3 separate regions of the Mus musculus genome follow, and all the other regions are linked to region 1. The links are chromatin contacts, called in public Hi-C and Micro-C maps. All regions are on one chromosome and are shown on one strand. The core of a region is the stretch at or near the end of the contact, and the rest is flanking DNA. Distances in the headings are between cores, read along the strand shown.

Region 1 (3,016 bases), core at 80-2,579:
CGGGCGACACTTTTTAACTCTTCATAAACCCCACAGTGCTCCTCATAAATGGAGCCAGATACAGTCCAGGGTCAAAAGACCCGTCACTTGATGTCAATTTGAGGCTCTGCAACCAAAATCTAGCCACAGAAAAATGGATTGTTTGAGCCTGCCGTTCCATCCTTTAAATGGAAGGCCGCGAGATGGCAGCATTCGTGCGGCAAACTAAGACTGAGTGAGGGTCTAGGCCACTCGGCCAGTCAGATAAGCCGACAACTGGGGTGCATCTTTACTGCCAACTAGCAAAGGAAGAGCCAGAGGAGCTAGCACCCCATAGACTCAAGCCACTTCGGCCTTTTAGTCTCTTTATCTGATGCTAAAGCGGCGCCTGCGCGGCAAATCCGCGGTCATTTCAAGATGGCGCCAAGCGGGCTGGGCCTGCTGAGTCCGCCATGGCCCCGCCCCCACCATAGGCAGCCAATCAGGATAAGCCTGTGCAGCAAACCTGTCTCCACCCTCCAAGATGGCGCCAACTGGGTGGAGCCGAAAAGTATCTCACAGCTTCTGCTTTAGTCCCGCCCCTAAGCTGCCCTCAGCCCCGCCCACCGCCACTGCGGCAAAACAAGACCCGCCCCCAAGAACAGTGCCGCGCTTAGCGGTAGATGGCTAGATTGCGAAGACCCTGCCAGCCAGACGACCTGGCGATCGGGTTAACCGCATAGCCCTTAGACTTTGCTGAGCAAAGAAAATGAAACCACAGAAGAGGTTGCTCAGAGACGGCACTCTGATGTCCACTGTGGTGGTCTTGTAACAGGACTTCTGCATCATCTGCGTGGCTGGCCACGCAGATGAGACAGGGAGCCTGGATTCTCCCGGGATTCTGGGTGGTTCACACCTAAAGCCCTAAGACCCTAAGATCGCGGGACCCTGAGGCTCCGAGGCCTGGACCTATAGAATACCTCTTTAAATCCCTGTCACCTAAATGGCATCCCTGCGGCAACACGGCCGCTCCGTGGTGATTCCCCCTTCCCGAAGGCGCAGTCTGCAGCCTTGTCAGTTACCCTTGGGAGCCGTGATATGGTCTGCCGCCCCTGGCCCGCGGCAACGCACCCCAAACACCATCTGAACTCTGCAGACGGTATCTAAGAGGGTGCATGCTGCAGAGCAGCCAGGTGGCCGGCTGACTCACCTCCCGGAGCACAGCACTCTACGCACACACCCCGACCAGGGTCGGCAGTCTAGTGCACCCACACTGAACCGGGCGCCCGGCGGCGCCACCAGCCCAGGGTGGACATCTCTCCGCTTCTCCTCCGATGCTCGTCCTCCCGCGACTCCTGACTCCCCAGCGTCTGCAGCAAGGGCTGCGGGACACCTCCTTGTCAGGGTCCTCTGCAGAGGCGGAGCTTCCTCTCTAACCAATCCAAGACCCCATTCCCCGCTTTGGGCCCTCACCACGCCTCCCACACCCTGCCAATCAGACTGCTGTTGTCAAGGCAACAGCTTGGCGCCAAGGCACGGAGTTGACGTCAACGGAGTCAGTGTTAGGGGCCCCCAAGCAGAGTCTGGAAAAGGGGGATGGGATGTGGGTGTGAAGGGATGCAGCCCCCCCAAAAGAAATCGGGGTGAATCAGAAATACCTACTAATGATGCCCCAATGCAAAACCTGAGAAGAGAGAGAGGGAAAAACGACAAGCATATATTTGTCTAAAATCGGGAAAAAAGAAAAACCATGAAAAATCGAGACAGAAACACATACGTTGAGGTCTAACCACGAACGATAAAGGTGGAAGAAAGGACTTTTCTGCCTGCAACACCCAAGCACTAAGCTAATTTCCTTAATAAACGAAGAGCTATTGGAAACCAACAAGGGAAGGACAAAAGCAAAGCAAAAAAGGGGGCAAAAGAGACCGCAAGTCACAGGACAATGCAAATGGCTGGAAGAATCTTGACCTGACTGTCTGCATAGCGAAACGCCAACCTGAGATACCGGGTGAAGGCGGTTTATGGCAGCGCGCTGAATCGCATGTGGTCAACCATCATTGCGTGAATCCACTGCATAGAATAGCAAGAAATTGCGAGGAGAGCAAGCAGGTAGATTACCAAGCCTGCCTCTGATAGAAGACATTCCTATGTCACCAGGAAAAATAACGGAGGTATCGCTGCCATAAAGGACCTGGATCGGAATAGATCCCAATGAAATAAAACCCGTTGCCGAAGTTTGTAGAAACGAAATGGTAAGTGGTTTTTTTTTTCTTTCTCTCTTTCTTTCTCTCTCATTTATTTCTTTGTTAAAAAATATACAAATGTGGGCAAAGCTTCTGGAACAATTTGCAAAAAAAAAATTTTTAACTGGTTACCTCTAGGAAAAGGAATGGGGGAGGGGAGAACAGACTACAGAAAGATGATTTTGGCTTTATTCTCTGTGCCCATGAATTTCCTTGGCAGATAAATGGTATTTCTTCCCTGGCAGTAAAATCGATGAATTATTAAAAGTTTGTTAATGTACTATTGATGGAACCATTTCACTGCCAAGAAATTTAAGGGAATAAGCACAGGTGTGTGAAAGACTAATTACAGGGGTATTTACGGAGCATCTTTTCTTATGACTAAGAATGTACTCTGCAGAACAGATTTGAATTCCAGTAAATCCACAAATTGTATTTTTGTGTGTCTGCTAAAACTCCGGGTTGTATTTTTTATTAGACACGTAAAATGCACTGTTTTAATTTTAAAGGAAAAAATGCAAGACCGTGGTCCATGGGTTAAAAGCGATTTTACCTAAGAGCATAGCTAATCTGATACCTCGGATTCAGTTTTATATTTATACTGAAAGACTTAGCCGTGCTTGCTTGCTTGCTTGCTTGCTTGCTAGATGATAGTGAAGTGGTGGGTTTATGGATAGGGTATGCAGTTTTAATTCCCCAGTCCTGAGATGGGGTTTCTCACCTCACACAGATTCATAAGCATAAAACATGAATGAACAAGGCATACCGCGCAAGTGAATGTAACACTATGCTTAGGTCTTTGACTATTCATT
Region 2 (3,071 bases), core at 300-2,799, 350 kb before region 1:
TCCTTCTGGTTATATGAGGTGTTTGTGAAGCATAAATGGTTTTATATTTAGATGTTGGTTTCTTTTCTAAAATATTTCATTACGGTATGCACATATTTACCACTCAGAAAAAAAAATAACACTTTTGTTCTCAAACATTTTATATAAAGAATATTCTGCTTGCTCAGCGGTAGTGACACACACTTTTAAAACCAGCCCTTCCAGAGGCAGAGGCAGGCAGATCTCCGAGTTCGAGGCCAGCCTGGTCTACAGAGTGAGTTCCAGAACATCCAGAGCCACACAACACTCTCTCAGATGATAACTGAATGACAAAAATAGGCAGCTCACAGTCCTAAATGGGACATTCTTGTATACCTTCTCAAGGGTCTGGGAACATCGTATTAGACGAAGGAGAAAGAATGTAAGAGTCTGAGAATGGCAAGGAGTGCTGTGGAATGGTTTTGGGCATGTTGTGCTCATGAACTCATAGAAACTGATTACCAGCACAAGATTGCTGGTAATTACCAGCGCCGATCAATATTATAGCCATTGATAGAGGAAGGGCGTACCCCTCCACACCTAGCTGAGGAGCTATAAGCAAATGATGGCAGCTGAGAGAGTGGGAGTCATTTTTCTTTGGGGATGTGGCCTCTGGTAGATTGTTCATGTCACACTCCACTGGTATACTGGTAGGCGGCACTAACAGGGCTATATTTAAAAAAAAAGTGTGGTGGGGTGGCAAAAGGAATGTGGAAGTATTGGGGATGGTTGGGAGAGGAGATGTGTTGGATATGATCAAGATACAGTATATATACATGTATGAAACCGACAAAGAATAAACTGCGCTCCCCTCACCTCACCCCGCTTCCCCGTTTCTCTGTGTAGCCCTGACTGTCCTGGAACTCGCTCTGCAGATCAGGTTGGTCTCGAATTCTGAGATCCGGCTGTCTCTTACTCCCGGGCACTGCGATTAAAGGCAAGAGTGAACATATTAAAGAGGCACCGCAGAAGAAAACCTGGGGAAACCTGCAGACCTAAAACTTGGTAGTACATACAGAGGGGCATTTTGAACACTAGGCACTAAAGTCGAGGTGGTCTAGTGGAGAGGTGAAGATTGCAATGGCAGCAACTGAATCCCAAACTGAAAAGTACATGCAACCAGAACCACTGTGGACTTGCCAAAAGCCCGCATTGCCCCAGCCCAATTCACAGCATCCTCCAACTCCCCTTCCTCCAAACAACCTCAAATCGCGCGCCACTAGCCCTGCCGCTGCACTCGTACGCTCCAATTGTCACCAGGACTCCCAGAAGCCTCTGAGGAACTGTTTTGAATTTCGCGGGACTCGTGTTTCCGGCAGGGTCCCGCGGTTCTCCCACAGGGTCTTGTAAAAACCAGCTGGGCTCTAAAGGATTTCTCCGCTGGGGACTACACTTCCCAGGGGGCCTTGTGCTCAAGCAAAGTCCACTTCCGGTGCGTTCCGGAGGAACTGCCTGAGGGTCCGATCTTTTAGGGCGGGGTTGGGCAGGGCGAGGGCGTGGCTGGCGAGGGCGTGGCGGGCGTGGGTGTTGCCGGGGGTGTGTCCCTGAGCAGCGGCCTTGAAGGGTGTCTGCAGCCTGGCTAGGAGAGCGTGCGCCCCTCGCGTGACATGCAGGGAATGGCGAGTGTAGTGTCATGCGAACCCTGGGCCCTCCTGGGGCGTGGCGCCCTCTGCACAAAGGCCAGGCCTGGTGGAGGTCCGGCGGCGGGGACTGTAGTTGCTCCTGGGAGCCCCGACCGGGGAAGGCCGCGCTCCAGGAACAGCCTGGCCTCCCAGGATCAGCAAGGAGCAGTGACCTCGGGGACCGCGCACAAAGGTGAGTGTCATGTTTCTGGGCTGAGTGGACAAAGATGAATCTATTCTGGGTGTGAAGGAAGGGTAAGGTCCGATGGTTCTCGAGGCCTTGGTGCTGGAGATGGTGTCTCTGGGCGCGTGATTGTGATGGTTAAATAACCAATCCTCGAAAGCTCAACTTGAGGCAGAGAAGTCAGGCAGAGGTGCTGGAGGGACGTTGACAACTACAGGGTCAACTTAGTTTAGACTTGTATCCATGTCAATGCTTCAAGAAATGAAACTCCCAGTGCGACAAGAGATGGCTTAGCCATTGTACTTGTTCCTCTTGCAGAGGTTCCTAGCACCCACATAGTGAGTCACAACCATCCCTAACTCCTATTGCAGGGGATAGAACATTCTCCTCTGAACTTTGTGGGCATCAGGCACACACACGTGGTGCACATATATTCATGCAAGTAAGACGAGAAAAGAGACAACCTGATTCCACATCCTACCCTGTCCTTACTCCCGCACAGGGTAATAAGGGTTTGGCATCTCTGCTCATGCACGGTGTAGTCTCGTGTAGATTTGGTGTCTAGTCCTTCCTTTCCTCCAGCTCTGTTTTCCAGAGATACCAACTTCCTCCAGGAGATAAACCGCAAACAGGAAGCTGCCCCTACAGGGACTAGACATAAAGCCAAGTCGCAGGTGAGTCACATTTCCTCTTTGCTTCCTGAAACAGTCTTGCCTTTTCAATACTTAATGGTGTTTATTTTCTGTGAAAAGTTTTCAGTTTAAGAGACCTGTCCTGGGTGCTGTTTCTTCCTACTCCGGTGAGTGATGGGCTACAGGGCTAGCTTCAAACTGATTCTCTTTCCTTTTCATCCCAACTGTTCCTTCTTGGTTGAAGAAATGATTCATCCCTTTCATTGTCCCATTTATCTCAGAAGGGTTTTTTTGTTTGTTTGTCTTTTGTTTTGGATAAGGTCTATCTACATAGCTCTGGCTGCCCTGCAACTCACTATGTACACTATATAGACTAGGCTGGTCTTGAACTCACAGAACTCTGCCTGCCTCTTATGAGTGCAGGAATTAAAGGTGTTTCCCATCATATTCTTCTGATTCTTATGTTCAGAAACGCTGCAGTGCTTCCACCTGGTTTCTATGATGCTCACCTTGGAGGAGAAATATATTGTGGTTAAGGCTTGCTTAGGGGGTTGAAGAGAGGGTTCAGTGGGCAAGAGTACTTCCTCTGGAAGCACAAGGACCTGAGTTTGAATC
Region 3 (3,362 bases), core at 529-3,028, 390 kb after region 1:
GTCCATTATCATTATCATGGTGGGAAGCAGACTGGTGTGGTACTGGCACAGTAGCTGATGTGAGCTTTGCGTCCTAATATAGATGCAGCAGGAAAGAGGGGTGGGGTTCGGGCAGAGAGAGACACTAGCCTTGGCAAACTCTCCCAGCTACACACTTCCTTTAACAAGGCCACACCTCTTAGTTTTTCTCAAACAGTGCCACTCCCTGGTGACTAAGCATTCAAATACATCAGCCTATGGAAATCATTCTCATTAATACCGCCACACAATCCTAGCTCAAAAGGAAAGTGATTGCACCAAACTGAGTCCTATGCGTGAAGTACTCAGTACAGCTGTTTCCTATGCACCTCACTAATGCTTGTGTCGAGAATTTCACAAACACACAATTGTTTTAGAATGTATAGGTTTATCTATATACAATTGGGAGGCAGGTGGTGGTGGCTTTCATCTTTAATCCTATACAGAAAAAGCCTGTCTCAAAAAACCAAAAAAGATGTCAGGCAGTGGTGGCACGCTCCTTTAATGCCAGAACTAGGGAGGCAGAGACAGGTAGATCTTTGAGTTCAGGGCTAGGCTGATTTACAGAGAGAGTTCCAGGACAGTCAGGGCTACACAGAGAAACCCTGTCTCTATAAAAAGCCAAGGGGAAAATGAAAAAAAAAAGTTATTGGGTAAGCATGGTGTGCATCCCTTTAACTGCAACACTTGGAAGGCAAAGGAAGGCAGATCTCGGAGACTGAGGCAAGCACTGGCTACATAGGCCAGCCAGACCTGAGTTCCAGGGGGAAAAGTAGTTAACACAGCAGACTTTAGTTAAATGCTGAATGTTTTCACATAAGTAAGTAAGTAAGTAAGTAAATGAATGAATGAATAATAAAAGGGAAAGAAAGTACTACTTTAAAGTCAAACAAGCAGGAAGTGGGAGGTCCTGCCTTTAATCCAATCACTCTAAAGGATTGCAAGTTTGATTCTAGCCTCGTTTACATAGCCTCGTTTACATATGTCTCAAAAAAATTCAGATATTTGAAGACTAATCTCTCCCTCTATGGTCTACAACCCTAACTGCTGCATTAGTCCACAGCATTTACCTAAGGATTCATAGATCTCTGTCTCCATCCACATAACTTCATCCTTGCTCAATATTCCCCCGGAGATGCTTGGGAAAGTTTGAATAGATCAAGTTTCACCTCTGTTCAAATCTTCCATGGCTACCAGTCTCTCTATAAACAAAAGTCAGGTCCTTAGGGGTACTGGGCCCTTTTTCCCTCATCTAAAACGCCAGTAGAGGTCACCCCAGGGCTCTGTCTCCGAGCTCAGGCCCGCCCACAAGCCTTGGGAGGTACAGTCCAACAGGCACTGTGAGTCAGAGGGGATGGCTCTAGCGATCTAGCACACAGATGTCAAAAAACATTATTTCGTTCATCCGTACCCTACAGTCGGGGACATGAACGTCTGCCCTGTTGGCTCCTGACCCAGATCTCAGTGCTCTAGAACTCAGGTAGGTGGGCGATCACTAGGCACTCACCTGGGGCAGGGCTCCACCCGCAGCCTCCACAATCACCATCGGGCTCCAGAGGATGGTGGGGCCCTGGGAAGTCGCCATCCGCACTCGAAGCCTGGATCAGATCACACGAGCTGTCGCAAACCTCAGATCCGTCTCTGTGACGGGGGACAAACGCTTTTAACGTGCCGGCTTTCCTGCCATGGCCAAAGCAGATGACACCAGTTTTCTGTGAGCCATACTGACGGGTCCAGGAAGTTACAAAGAACCTCCAGCACGCAAAGCCAAAAGTCCCGCCCAACGGTTCTCGCCGTCGCTGAAATGCCCATTTTCATTGGCTGAGTTTCATGCAATGTTTTCTGGGCAATGTAGTTCATGCAGGAGCAAATTTCTGCGATCCGGACACAACTGCCCTGCTTGACAAGACCAAGTTTCAGTGGATTTCTTGGCACTGGCGTGGAGACTATTTTCTCCACACCGTTTTCTACCTTAGGTGAGTTAGATGTGGATTAGAAATAGTAGAGGCTGAGTCACAAGGTCAGGCTTGCTGGAACTCTTAAATTACAGAACTGCAGGCAGAGGCAGGTAGATTTCTGTGTTTTCGAAGCTGTCATAGTGTGTTCCAGGCCAGACAGGGCTACATAGTGAAACCTTGTTTTATTTGATGTCTAGAAATACAGGAGACGGGCAAAGTTGAATTTTGCATTTGAGACATTTGCCTTGTGTGAAATGATACTCGCCAGGTTCGTGGGCTAATAAATACAGAAATGGTGACCATGGAAGAGGGGAAAAGGACATGTTTGGATTGGATTCAAAGATTCCTTCACCACAGGACTCTAGATTCAGACACTTCTCACACCACTATGGAGTCGTCAGGATTAATGCTTCTATTGTGCTAAGAGAAAATTAAAGGAACATTTAGGAACATTTAGGAAGCTTTGCTGTACTCCCCCCCCCCCCCAAGACTGCTCTGGAAAATGCGAACACGGGCGTATCTGTAATCATGACAGTGTCCGCAGAAGTCCTGTTAATTTCATGCATATCGCTTCTCCACTTTCCCCTTCTGCAACTGTCCCGGTTTCCCATGGTCCACATTGTCTGAACTACAATACCCAGAAGAGATGGCTCATACACCTTTAATTCCAGCACTTGAGAGGCAGAGACAAATGGATCTTGGAGTTCAAGGCTAACTTTCTCTACAGAGCAATTTCCAGTAATACACAAGAAACCCTTTTACTAAAAGAAAAACAAGGTTGGAAGGTAGGAGCGGAGATAGGTTTTGTCTTCTGACATCTGGACAAGTCTGAAATCTGCTGCCTTAGTGTGACTGATTCTAAGCCTTAAGTAGGAATGCCTCTATTCATGAGCCTCTCAGGTCAGCTGGGTCAGCTGGGCTGCAAACTCTTGATGCAGATGAGATGGTACATGGTCCCCGGTCTACTGATGTTACAGAACCCTGGGGTCTGGATAATGAGCCCAGGCACAGGGCTGATGTCCCTGATAGCAATCCAGTCCTAGAAGGTTGTTTTTATTGTTTTTATTTTTACTCTCCTGAAGATTGTATTTCCTTTCTGTGCCAGTACTACTCCTGTAAACATGTGAACATTACTAAGATACTCCAGACTTTCTGCAAGCAATGTGGCAAGCACCAGCTCCACAAAGTGGTACAGTATAAGATGGACAAGGATTCTTTGTCCAAGGAAAGTGGCCTCACAACAGAACAGAGTGACAATAGTCAGATGTAGCCTGCTCTTTGCCTAAAGGCTGAAATAGCATCTAGTGCTTTTAACTGCTGAGCAATCACTCCAGCCCTTCTTGGATTTTGTTTTTTTTCTTTTGTTACCCTTTGATTCAAGCCAGG

What was found. Hi-C and Micro-C count contacts between places; a contact is called where the count stands out from the background.
Region 2: a contact with region 1 is called in a Micro-C map of embryonic stem cells, with 6 times the contacts expected there. The contact joins the promoter of Zfp28 here to the promoter of Peg3 in region 1. A contact is called at or near these places in 1 of 39 promoter capture datasets (neural stem cells), 2 of 15 datasets of contacts at CTCF or cohesin (the NIH/3T3 cell line and embryonic stem cells), 11 of 484 Hi-C or Micro-C datasets (LSK cells, Sertoli cells, cardiomyocytes and 5 more), 15 of 115 datasets of contacts at active chromatin or transcription factors (the NIH/3T3 cell line, cardiomyocytes, embryonic stem cells and 5 more) and 3 of 9 other capture datasets (adipose tissue, liver and pancreatic islet).
Region 3: a Hi-C map of embryonic stem cells shows a contact between it and region 1, with 2.8 times the contacts expected there. The contact joins the promoter of Zfp954 here to the promoter of Peg3 in region 1. A contact is called at or near these places in 1 of 39 promoter capture datasets (liver), 1 of 15 datasets of contacts at CTCF or cohesin (the NIH/3T3 cell line), 4 of 484 Hi-C or Micro-C datasets (the N1E-115 cell line, adipose-derived mesenchymal stem cells, cerebral cortex and 1 more) and 6 of 115 datasets of contacts at active chromatin or transcription factors (astrocytes, embryonic stem cells, epiblast stem cells and 2 more).

The regions. Positions count from the first base shown.
Region 1 is chr7:6,729,090-6,732,105 of GRCm38.p6, forward strand. It overlaps Peg3 (paternally expressed 3), which reads right to left and starts at 1,330. Exons shown (of 9, transcript NM_008817.2): 1 at 1,169-1,330. Usp29 (ubiquitin specific peptidase 29) reads left to right here and starts at 1,494. Exons shown (of 8, transcript NM_001360502.1): 1 at 1,494-2,213.
Region 2 is chr7:6,381,769-6,384,839 of GRCm38.p6, forward strand. It overlaps Zfp28 (zinc finger protein 28), which reads left to right and starts at 1,550. Exons shown (of 7, transcript NM_175247.3): 1 at 1,550-1,833; 2 at 2,407-2,498. The coding sequence starts at 1,626. It overlaps Zfp78 (zinc finger protein 78), which reads left to right. Exons shown (of 5, transcript NM_001025163.1): 5 at 1-837.
Region 3 is chr7:7,119,698-7,123,059 of GRCm38.p6, forward strand. It overlaps Zfp954 (zinc finger protein 954), which reads right to left and starts at 1,779. Exons shown (of 5, transcript NM_172738.3): 1 at 1,526-1,779. The coding sequence starts at 1,603.